Linked DNA regions of Arachis hypogaea: region 2 is linked to region 1. Evidence: chromatin contacts called from public Hi-C data. All regions are on one chromosome and are shown on one strand. The core of a region is the stretch at or near the end of the contact, and the rest is flanking DNA. Distances in the headings are between cores, read along the strand shown.

Region 1 (6,703 bases), core at 2,523-5,022:
TGCAATCCCATACAGCAGGATTTGCAGCTTTGGAGAAAGCAGTGCAAGTGTTGTTACTGAAATGGGAAGTATCTAATGCACTGATCATGGGAGAATGAGTCTCGGTGTGGCGGAAGGTGGCGGTAAGGATGGCCAGAGATATAGCAACGCCACACAAACTGATCAAGGCGAGCTTCTTGCGGCCAGCCTTATCGACAAAGTAAATACTGAGGATGGAACCAAAGGCGTTGAGGCCGGAGGTGATGAGGGACAGAAGCATTGCAGTCCGGTTGGATGCAAAGCCAGCAAGCTGAACAATAGTGGGACTATAGTACATTACGGTGTTTATTCCCGTAAACTGCTGGAAGAATTGGAGTCCAACTCCTGCATACAGAGCCCTCCTAACAGTTTTTGTTTTCAGCATCTTCATTATGCTTATCTTTTCTGAGTTTGCAGCTTCCTTCTCTTCCAACTCAACTGATTCCTTCAAGGCTTGTACCTCTGCATCAACCAGACTCTTTTCTTGATAAACCTTGATCAGAGTCTCCTTTGCTTTATCTTCCTTCCCCTTTCGGTAGAGCCAGCGGGGTGATTCAGGAAGAAAAAACATTAGCACCAATTGAATTAAGGCAGGTGCTGCTGCCACTCCAAGCATCCACCTCCATGTCCCTGGTGCCTGAATCAAGTCACAAAATATGTTTTAGATCTTTCGTGGCCAATAATATTATGATGATTTCTAATAAAACATAACACATGGGTGGTATGTTATCTAACCTTGGTAAATGCCAAGTTAATGAGGTAAGAGAGGAATTGGCCGCCGGTGATGAGGAAGCTGTTAAGACTGACAAGTGCACCACGGACTTTGGTTGGCGAAGCCTCGGAAATATAGAGGGGAGACGCCATGGAAGCCATACCAACACCGAGACCAACAAAAACTCGGCCTACGATGAGAATGGCGGAGGAGGGTGCGGCAGCCATGATTACAGAGCCAAGTAAAAAAAGCAAGTCTGCAAGCATGATGGCGATTTTCCTTCCATATTTATCGTTGATCCATCCACCAATTGCTGCCCCTATGATTGCTCCAGCTATTGCCGTACTTACAACAGCTTCCTGAAATTTTGTTTAATAACAAATATATATCAACGTTACACCATTACAACTAACACAAAATGCATTTACTTCAAGTTCAGGACATGGATAATAAGAATAAAAAATAAAAAGACTTTGCTGATAGATAATGATTTTTTATAAACAATGTAAATAATAAACTCTAAAATTGGCTCAATAAGTTAAGAATACAGTACATTCTTATTATTTAGTATTTTCATTGTCTACCTGTATCTTTCCAAAAAAATATTAGGAATCTAAAACTTTAATCAATATTAACAGCACTTTGAGGTAACACCTTATTGTCATCTCTTGGTATTTTAGATTAAAAAAGATTATTTCCGGGTCTTGAAGTTTTCAAAAACATTGGAAGTGAAAAAACACATTGTTTTTAGGGCCTAATTTGATATTCAATATTAGAGGATGCACTTGTGGGTTTTAGTGTTTGGGCCTTGTATTATCTCTCCCAAGAGGTAGAGACCGTGAATAAAAAAACCAAGTAGACTGGTGTCTTAAAAAAAAAAATTTTTTACCGAAAAAAAAAAACAAATTTTAGTTTTTTCCCTTTAAAAAATAATATTAGGAACTAACTTTTTTAGGCTAATATCGATCAGTATTTTTAAAACTATTTTTTTATCTTAAATTTTAAAGCTTAAATTATAAAATCTAAACTCGAAATCTTTTTAAAAATAAAACGGTTTAAATAATATTAACTAACAAAAAATTAGTTTCCTATATTTTCTCTTTTAAAAAATATTTTCAAAGAATCATTCAAACAAGCCCCAGATAAATTAGAGATTCTAACAATAACATCACTTTCATCCTTTAACCAAAACAAAGAGGGTAAAGTCAATCTTATCTCAAAGCAAACACTACGAAAGATAGAGAGACTCATTAACTATCAAATAACCATTATTAAGCTTGAAATATTTTCTATCTGTTTATTGATTAATAAGTTACACTTAACATATTGATAAAAAAGTATTGAAAGAAAAAGAACAAACCATGCCTTTAGTTGAAAAGAATTAAAAAAAATTGTTCATATAAAAAAGACATGACATCTTCATAATTAAAGTGTGGAGATATCTTTCCTAAAAAAATTCGTGGAGTTAATAGCAATTGGCTTCTTTTTATCAATTTTTGCCTCTTTGGGTCCCATCTATTGTTATCTACGGTAACAAGCTACTATGCTTTCCAGGAATTGATGAATAATAAAAATTAGGAATTCGGTAGCCTGGAATCTGATTTCTTTAACGTTCAGATGAGAAAGAAATAATTGGCACAATAATAATGTTACAACAAAAAATTATGAATGCAATTGGCATGTGATCTTCTATATTTAGTGTGACGATTTTGCAATTCTTTAATTGATGATAATAGAAACTAAATAAATACCAGTCTGGAAATTAAAACATAATGACATAGAAAATAAATAATAATAAATTCCGTTCCGGAAAAATCTCCGTAAAATCAAAACAGATAAAACATTTTCCAGAAATAAAAATAACAAATCTGTAACGTTTTGCGAGAAATCCGTGATTATAAAATTCGCAGTCAAAAATAAAATAAAATAAAAAGAAAAAAAAAGAAAAGGAAACAGGATTCGCGACAAATTGATGAAAAAATCAAAGTGAAAACAGAGAGGGAGGAAAAATGTGATAATTAATTGACTGAGAAGATCAGTTCCCGTGAAGACTGAGAACGACAAGATGGCAAAGTTAAGCAGCATTGGCCGAAGTGATGGTTAAATTATATCAAACTTAAAAGCATGTGGTTTGTTTGTTTGTTTTTTTATGTGAGACTTGGTTGTTTGTTAGTTTTGAATTGTTGTTATACTATGCGATGCGAGGCCATTAAAAAAAAAAAAAGAAAAAAACAGATTAGTAATAAGTACCTGAAGCCAAACTTTCCTATCAACATCTTTGAAGTCATCTATTATGTACAAAAGAGCCCCCGAAATAACTCCTGCAAGGAGGATAATTGAGATATAATGAATTAGTAGTAACCGTAATAATGATATAATAATGTTGTGAAGAGAGAGTGAGTGCTGACCAGTGTCGTAACCGAAGAGGAGGCCACCAATTCCAGCTGAGAAAGCCAGGCGAAGAACGTAAGGATTCTTATACGAGAGAGACAAACACTCGCGGAAGGCCGAAGCATCAGGCTTGTGTACTCCTCCTTCCATTAGCTCCTCCTCCTTCTTTGATCCTTACCCTTCTTTAGGTGTACTCACCACTCACTCACACAAATAGAGCACGAAATTAGGAGGAAATTTATCAAGAGAATATGAGAAGAATTATCAAGGTCTTCCTCAAATTCAGAGAACAAGATAAAGAGAGAGAAAGAGAGAAAGCTAGAGGAAGTCAGATGTAGCAGAGATATGAAGGGTGCGCATGTATTTATAGATGGAGGTTACACTCCAGAACCAAACTAATCCTCATCTTTTTAAAAATTTAATAACAAAAAAACAACTGAAATATCTTAAATTAGAATTTTTCTCCCTTATTTCTCTAAAAGGAATTTAAAATTTTAAATTTAATTTGAAAAAAGATAATTCCATCTAGAAATAAAATATGTATGTTTTGTGCATATGTCTGAATTAAGATGAATTATTGGTCAAAAATTAAATAAAGAAAGATAATTATGGATATAATGAATGAGTACATTAAATGAAATTATATTTTAAAATACACAACTAATAAAAGATTGCCATTGTTATATATTAAAATTGGTATATGTAAAAATAAAAATTAATATATTTGATGAGAAAATTTATTGTTATATTATACGTAAAGTCTAAAGTTTAAATTTTTCACTGTTTTACCAATAAAAAAATTCTTATAATATTAATTTAAAAATATAAATTTGTTTTACATTATTATCGATTATTATCGATTAGTAACCGAAGAAGGTATTACCTTTTATCAGTAACAAGTGATAACTGATAAATTTGTTTTACATTATTATCCATCAGTACAGATCGAAGAAGAAGGGATCACATCTTATCATCAATGATAAATATGTGCATAGTTATTAAAAACAATTTGTATAGTTGGACTTGTGTTAGTTTTTCTTAAGATACATAATTAGTTAAAGAAAACAAACTTAAGTAATAAAAGATTCTTTTTCTAATAGTAATAAGAAAAGTTTTTTTTACTTGTTTGGCTGTCATTAAAGATTAATTTGGATTGGTTTTTGAAAAAAATATTTATTATTTTCATTTTTTTAAAACAGATTTTTTTAACATATAAAAATTATTTTATATTTGGATAAATTTTTAAAAAAGAATTTTTAAATATTTTTTAATATATTTGACAAATTTCTAATAGTAAAAATAAAAATACTATAAAAATTAAAAAAATATTTTTTAAGAAACTATAATTTACATCTTTTTTTAAAAGATATTTTTTATATAATAAATAAACAAAAAATACTTTTATCTTATTTTACTCAAACATAATTGATAAATAACAAAATTTTTTTACATGAAATATTCAAATATAAAATTACTTTTATTTTTATAAAAAAAATTTAAAAAATCATTAAAAAAAATATTTTTTTAAAAATAACGTCCATGACAAAATCTGTATTTTAATTCACAAAATTAATCATATTTATTATAGCAAAGAAATCTTATCTTCACAATTTATTGTAGCTCTAGTTATAACTTTATCTATATATAATTCTAATTCTAAACTCTCTAAAAAATAGAATTATAAAAAAGTTATAATAAAAAGACTTATTAATGTTGACCAAGTAAAAATTAATTTCTTATATTTATTCATAAATATATTTTTTCTAAATATTCATTATCCGTGACTTTTCTTATTATTATAATAATAAAAAGGGTAGTGCTAGAAAATTAATGACCTAAGTGTAGAATGTGTACAACGGGCTAAATCTTTGATCTATGAATAAAATGAACAATTTAAGCTGATTTTAGAATTCAACAAGGATGAAACTCCTAACCTTTCGGATCTATAACTCTAATATCAGATTATGAAATCACTCATCCTAAAAGTGTAACCTAATAGGACAATGTAACACTAATGATTATATCTCTAATACTTCCTAAACCTACATTGTGCGCATTGTACGCTTAAGCCATTGGTTTCCAGTACTTTCCCTAATAAAAAATAATAACTGCTTGACCAATCCAAGAAAAGGAAGCAAGATGAGAATGCAAACAAAACTGCACAACACGAAGAACAAATGCACATGAAGAATAAGATATACCTTTGTTCTGCATGGCAAACAAATTAAAGCACGGAAACTCGTTTTTAAAGGGTACGTACCATAATATAATTGTAAAGAATATGTAATATCTGACTATTTGTATTTATGGGAAGCTACTTGTCTATACGTCCATTTGTCGCATTGCTTATTATGTAAAACTCAACATATATGACAGCTAACCACTAAAATTACCTCTTAGTACATCATATATTACCCTTCCCATCTTTTGTTTTCTTACTCGTTTTCTCCTGTGCGTATCGTCATATACTATATATGGTTGTACTATTTGTAATTAGCATATCTTATACGCAAGTGTGTGTCTCTCTCTATATATATCATGTATGTTCATATTTTTCCCCTTCTCACCCGATAATATTATTTGTACAAATATCTTCTTGCTGTCAAAATTGGCCACAAATTTAATGCATGTAAGTAAGGCGAACAAAAAGAAGGCAAGGAATTTTCCGTGTATAGGAAAATTATATATTCACAAATGAAAATTAAAAATACTGAAAGAAAATAATTAAATTAGATTGATTTAATAATTAGTTTACCAATTCGCTTAAATAAGTGTTAGAGTTTGAATTCTCATTTTGTGTATGCAGCAATTCATTGACCAACGACAATTTCTTAAATAAAATTATGATCTACTGCAGATTAATTTTTGGCCTATCGATCATAAAGATACGTCAAAAATTAAAATATTAAAAGTCAATTTCTTTTAGTTAATATTTTTTATGTTTTAATTTCTTTAGTTTTTGTTTATCCACTAATGATTTATTAACCAATTATTAATTCAAAAATTGGTTCCCTAATAAAATCAATTGCCGAAATGATCATTATTTTTGCTTTTCAATATGGTAAAGTGCATTTTTGAAAACCTCAACCTAGCTATTTCCATCCAATTTAAGATATAAACTTCATTTAAAAAAAAAAGAACATCAGGTTTATTTTCAGGTCACCCCAAAAAGTTTTGTTCATTTGACAAATTTTTTATTATATGTCGTTAATATATATAATTATGATATTAAACTACTTTTCTCTGTTTTTCAATCATTAATGTCTTTTAACGGTTCTTATCAACACTAATTTTTTTTCATAACGATCAAAATAATGCTAACAAAATTGGAGTATACTTTTAAATTATTAATTCATGATCAAAGATAAAATATGGTTAGTATTGGAATTCGAAAAAAACAGGGAAGAAAATGAAGAAGAGTGAAGGAGATTCAGACTCTTTGCATTGCAAGAATCGGTCAGAGGAAGGATGTTACAATGAGATGGTGGAAAAGGAGAAGGATTTACGTACATCGTTGTGGCTTTGTGAGGGCAACTATCACTATTATAATTCGACATTTTTTTTAGAGTAATATATGATAAC
Region 2 (6,703 bases), core at 1,118-3,617, 35 kb after region 1:
TTTTTTAAAACAATTGAATCTTGATTCTAATTATTAATCACAACATCAATATTTTTTTTAAATTATATCTAATAAATATTTGAATAAAGAGAAATGAAAATATAGATTAAAAAGATAAACTACGAAAAAAATATGTATATAATAATAATAACAATAATAATAATAACAATAATATATTTTTGAATAATATTACTAGATATTTTTTTAATTATTTTATTTTATTAATTTAATTTTTGTAGAATAGAAAGATAGGGAGAGATAGAAAATAAGAGAAAAAAAGATAAAGAAAAAGGAGAAGGAGAAGAAGATATGAAGTTTGTTAATTTTAAAAAAATATTTTTTATTTTAATTGTAATGAAATAATATTTTATGACATATTTATATTTAGTCATTAATAATAATATATAAGAGAGATAAAGTGGGTGAAGCAATAAGAGAGATTGAAAAAGGGTGAAAGGAATAGAGGAGGAGGAGATAACTCTATAATTTTAAAGAAAAATATTTGATTTCAATTGTAATAAAGAAGTGATATGTAACATATTTTAGTTGTAAAATTAGTAATATATATATATATATATATATATATATATATATATATATATATATATATATATATATATATATATATATATAGACTTATGATGCACGGACAATATACAAGATACGATATGAAATATAGAAATACACCAATTTTATATTTTTATAAGATACGAAAAACACAATATACATATAAAATATAAAATATTTTTTAAATAAGTTATAATTAATGATGTTTTAATATTTTATTGATATTAAAAAAATTAATTTTTAACTATTTTAATAATTTTTTAATTATATAAAGTATTTAAAATAATTTTTTGTTTTAATAAAATTTAATTATTCTGTTAATGTCTATTGTTTTACTAAATTTGCAATTAGATATTTATACTATTTTTTCTTTCAATTAAATTTTTATACTGTTTTTAATTTTAAAATTAGATCTTTATTAGTGTAAAAAATATTAAAATTAATGTAATTTTAAAAAAAATTAAAGATATTAACAATTAAGAATCTAATTAGATCTTTTACCATATTTTTTTGAGAAAAATATTCCGTTATTTTTAATATTTTTGACAAAAAATGATCTAATTATAAAATTAAAAGTAATATAAAAATCTAATTAAAAGAAAAAAAGTATAAGAACTTAATTATAAATTTAGTAAAATTACAGGGATCAACAGAATAATTAAACTTTTTAATAAATAATAAAATATATTATTTTTAAATTCATATCAAGAATATATGTTAGGAATAAAATTAAATATGCTAATATGTGATGATATTTAAATGTGTTCAAATAATTTTAAAAAATATTTTTATTTTTTGTTAAAATACAGTTAAATACAAAAAAATATGCGTATCAGACAAATATTAAATAAGTGTTATATTTAAAATATATTTGACACCTAAACATGATAACTCCGTAAAAAATATCTGTATTTATTAGATATAAGACTATAGAGCCTAAAAAATTCAGTCAATAGAAGCAAAATTATCTTCTCATATCTACTATACATGTGATTTTGGATCACTCAATTATTCTTCTCCCTTTTGTATTCATACTTCATTCATGCTCTTAAACCTTTCCACAAATGTTTTCTTCTTGTTTCCTTTGTCCTTTTATAAAAGAAAATGTGAATATGCACAATTCATACACTTTAATAATTTAGCCCTTAATTATTCAATTAACCCTGCATATGGAAGAAAAAAGTCAACATCATATATAGATGACCGTAAATGAGGTGACTACTAGCTAAGTAGAGAAGGTTCTTAATACATATAATTTGTTGGATCAAACTCCTCTAAAGGTAGGAAATTAATAAAATAAAATATATTATTTTTAAATTGAAATTATAAAATTCACATATAATAGTTATAAATTTAATAGTAATTTTTATTTTATTATTTTGCAGATTTTTCCACTTTAGATTTTTTGTTTCCCTAATTTGTTCTAGACTTTTAGTTTTAGGTCATAGCACACCATGACTATTGTTTTATTTTAGACTTCATTATCATGTTGAAAAAATTATATTAACGTCCGAAATGCGATTCATTTATTTGTTAAATATAACATTTTATTACTTCAAACCTCTTACATACTAAGCTCCATTTAAGAGAATAGATTGCTGCATGCACAAAGCGGGATTCGAACCCCAACACTTACTTAAGCGAACTAGTGAGCTAACCACTAAACCAACTCAATTTGGTTATATATTTATTTATTTCAATATATTAAAGTTAACTGACCGGACCTAGTTGAAAATACAGTTACCATTGGGCTTTTAATATCCTTATTAGTGAAACAACGTCACGCTCTTCCAAGCCCAAAAAAAGGTAACGCCCCTCAATGTGGCTCAGTAGTGATTGCTATAATAGGTTTCCATTATGTGGGTCGGGCTACCGGCCTCATTACTGAAAAAAAAAAAGACGAAAATCATACCTAGAATCCGAAACTTTTTCATCAGAGCAAGGGAAAGAACGAAAAGGTCTGAATGAATGAAGTGGAAGGGCATGGTGTTCCTGTGTTTACTTATTCATCACGGTTTCCAGGTTGTCCCCTTTCCATTTTCCAGAATCTGGCAAAGAAAGAACAAGAATCGGTCCCAAGAAAGTGATTTTCCCCTTTATCAAAAACCAATAACTAGGTTTTTTTCATTATGCATAGTATCTTTTAATAGGACAGGTTAAGAACTAATGCGTCGTAAATCTGAATTCTATTTAAAGTTTGTTATTAATTAATACATTGTTGTATGTACAAAATGAAATTCGAATCCCGATATTTATTTAAGCGAATAAATAAACTGACCACTCGTACTAACTCAAATTGGTTAAACCAATAATTAGGTAACCCAAAGAAAAAGAATGCTTCATTTCATGCATGCATCTACTCCAATTTTTTAAAATTAATATTCTCTTTTTCTTATTCCAACATACTTTATTTTACTTTTAGTTTCCAGAACTTTATTATATATGTTCTGCCCACAAAAATAATACTATACTGCTATTTTTCTAGTTCTAATTACAAGAACAGTTAAAAAAATAATTTAAAGTTATTTAATTTAATATAATATTTATAATTATATATTTATTAGATAATATTATGTACTTATTTAACAATAATTAAAAATATAAATAAAATAATTTTAAACTGAATTTTTATTATTTTTTAAATGTTTTTTATTTTGGAATTATCATTATAAATAGACGAATTACTTGTAATGCAATACAACTATAAAATTATGATAAAAATTCATGTTCAGTTCATTTTATATGAAATTAATAACTGAAAGTTTTTATATAAAAAAATTTTCTCCTAAAATTATACATATTATATATATTAACCATATTACGTATATACAAAAAATTAATCACTAATATAAAATATATGTTAAAATATATAAAAATAAATTAAATAACACATATATTTATATATGAATACATAGTAACTAATTTTTAATATGCACATGATATTTTTTCCATGTATGTCACAGTAAGATTCTAGAAAAGACAAGATCTTATATTTAAGAGATAATAGCTAAATTTATTCCTAAAAGATCAATGATTCTTCAAATTAGTTTTTTAAATTTTTTTTTAATTAAATTCATCTTAAAAGATTTTAAATTAATTGAATTAGTTCTTTTGCTATTTTTTTTATTGACAACATCAAAATTTGTTAATGTGAAACATTAAGTGACAACACACATAAAAGTTTTAATTGATTATTAGTATCATAAGTTTATGAAATTAGATTAAATAAAAACCTAATTGAAGGAAAATTTTGAGGCATTAGAATCCCTCAGTTTAAGGTTGATTTGATCTAATTTCATAAACTTATTATGATAACTGCTAATTAAAACTACTAGATATGTGTTATAGCGTCAATAATTTTTTATGTCATTAGTAAAGAAAATAACAGAAGAACTAAAATGATTAACTTAAAATTTTTAAAGAATAAATTTGATTAAAAAAATCTTTTAAGAATTAATTTAAAAAATAAATAATCTTTTGAAGATTAATTTAATCATTTATTCAATTTTTGGTAAAAATCACAAGAACTCTTTTTTCCTCCTAAAATCTTGCTTTACATCATAGAAGGCAAGAACTTTTCGAGATTCTTGTTTAGCGAAGCCAACCATAACCACATCCTGCAAAAGTTGTCTTTTGGTCTGATTACAAATATTTTTCTAAAAAACTAATACCTAATATTCGGCATCATAACCCGAAATGACAACCCCAGAATTGTTCTTCTAGCCTAGGCGTGTGATCTTTGCCTCGAAAGTTTTAATTATCATTACGTTAAATGAAAACGAATAATAAAATACAAACATGTTTAGGAAGTGAACAAGTGATGAGTCCTTCTCATTAGTAGGTAGTTGATATGATTTTTTCAGACCAATAATGTATTTATTATCATGATTTCCAATGCCTATTTTTAGAATTTAATGCAAACTTCCCTTTTATAATGTTTTTTAAAGCAGCATGAAATGTGGTAGAAGGTGTCACAAGCAGAATCACCATAGTTAGTGCCTCTTTGATTGGTTTTTGTCTTTTTGACGCTTATTCTTTTTTTTTTTTTTTAAGATAGTTATCATTTATGAATCGGATTCATATTTTATAATGTCAAAAAGAGCCAAATTACAAATATGATTTGGAATTTCTTCTATCCATGTGTTCGGATGGACAAGAGTCAATTAAACCAATTTATATGTTACCCTAATGCCATTTCTATTAACATGTGAAAAGGAAATAACTAAACAAGTTTGATGCTTATTCTTTTTAATGATTTTTTTAGTCATCTTCTTGTTAATGCTTTGATTTATTGATTTTCCAGTTCCTTTATTCTTATGAATGGAATTTAGGTTTAGATTTCTTTTTTTTTTTCGTGGACAGGATATTTCCATGGTTATAGTTAGACCATAAAGTTTTGCGAAGGGCGAAGTATTTTGTCATTTTGGGCTTCAATTGAAAAACTTGATAAAATGAGAATTAGTCCATGGTCTGCAATTTTGTTGGGTTAACACCGACAGATACGCATGGGCTGCAACGATGACATCTGGTCCACAAAAATGAGCCCATTTGTGTGGCCGCTTCCTGTTTTGTGTATGCTTAAATGTTAAATACGTTTCCCCTGCTTCGATCATGGTATTTTTAGGTAAAGTTTGTTTTGAGGTACTGGAATAGAGACTGGGAGACCGAGTCTTAATATCATGTTTGTTGGCTCAAAAATTGATATTAAAATTTCTGTCTATGTCTCTAAAACTTCAGTATTTCCGTAGCTCCAAAATATGGGGACACATGAGACTGAAATTTTTAAAAACATAAATTGAAATTTTAATAATATTTTATACCTAAAATATTCTTATTTCAATTAATTAATTTTAATTTTATTCTTTCTAGAAATTAAATTAAAACTTCATTCTTATTTCAATTTTTATCTCTCTCACTTTGCACCAAATAGAATACTGAAATTTATTTCATCTCTAAGTTTTTGTTTTTCAATACCAGTCTTTCAATCTCTATCTCTTTACCAAACGCTATCTTATATTACATAAATTAGAATTAATACACATAAAACTGTCTTTTTTATTAATACCACAAAACTGTCCTTTTAGCTAATCTTACAGCGACAAGATAATTACAACGCAATAATGTTAATTAATTGGGTGATTCTTGTGAGGGAGTTCCACTCCAGAGTAAGATGTTCTTCTCTTGGTCTGCCAAAATTTGAAATGCAGAGTTCTATTGTCGAGCATGTTCTCCACTTCCTCAATTGGAAGCCCCTTGGTCTCGGGCACAAAGATGATGACAAAGATGATGGCTGCAATTGTGATGAATATGAATATCATGAATGTATATGCAGTCCCAATGGCTTGTGTCAAAGACAGGAATGACTGTGCCACAATAAGATTGGAGATCCAGTTTGAAGTAGATGCCATCCCTCCACAGATTCCTCTGTACCTGAGAGGGTATATCTCAGAGTTGACAACCCAAGGCACAGTTCCCATCCCAGGAGAGAAGAATATTATGTAGAGTGACAATCCAATGAGTGCAACCCACCCTGTTTTGCTAGGACAACCCTCCGTGTACCACAGCTTTCCTTCATTCTGGCACGCGTCCTTTGTGGTGTCATTGGATACCAAACACGCCCCATGCACAAGCTGCAAAAACAGAGAACAAAGCATTGCTTTTACTAGAACAATATATATCAACAACAAAATGAGTTATCATATATCATATATATATATATATACCTTGTTAACTTGTGAAACACAGAAGCCACAATGAGGAGTGGCCTTGAGGCACTTGGTGCAATCCCAGTGAGCAGGGGTGGCGCCAAGTTTGTAATCAGGGCAAGTGTAGTTGTTGTAGTGGGAAGTGTCAACTGAACTAACCATGGGAGAGTGAGTGGCGCTCTCATGGAACACAACAGTTAGAACAACGAGGGCCAGTATAACGCCGGACAAGCTGAACAACACAAGCTTCTTCCTTCCAGTACGATCTATGAAGTATATGCTGAGAATTGAACCAAATGCGTTGAGGCCGGCGGTTACGAGTGAAAGAAGAAGCGCGGTTCGGTTGGATGCGAAACCAGCGAGCTGAACTATGGTTGGGCTGTAGTACATGACGGTGTTGATTCCCACAAATTGTTGGAATATTTGAAGTC

What was found. A called contact is a pair of places that touch in the nucleus more often than the background predicts.
Region 2: a Hi-C map of an unstated tissue shows a contact between it and region 1, with 2.3 times the contacts expected there. The contact joins the enhancer-like site here to the promoter of LOC112792537 in region 1. A contact is called at or near these places in 3 of 8 Hi-C or Micro-C datasets (leaf and an unstated tissue).

Annotation. Positions count from the first base shown.
Region 1 is chr13:143,681,204-143,687,906 of arahy.Tifrunner.gnm2.J5K5, forward strand. It overlaps LOC112792537 (probable inositol transporter 2), which reads right to left and starts at 3,773. Exons shown (of 5, transcript XM_025835811.3): 1 at 3,139-3,773; 2 at 2,981-3,051; 3 at 754-1,089; 4 at 1-655. The coding sequence starts at 3,271.
Region 2 is chr13:143,717,309-143,724,011 of arahy.Tifrunner.gnm2.J5K5, forward strand. LOC112792538 (probable inositol transporter 2) reads right to left here. Exons shown (of 4, transcript XM_025835812.3): 3 at 6,291-6,703; 4 at 5,599-6,197. The coding sequence ends at 5,691. Among protein-coding and RNA genes, the nearest start is that of LOC112792538, 5.9 kb to the right of the region's middle. Within about 2 kb of position 2,368, at least 2 of the 3 cell types and tissues checked have open chromatin away from gene starts, as enhancers often do.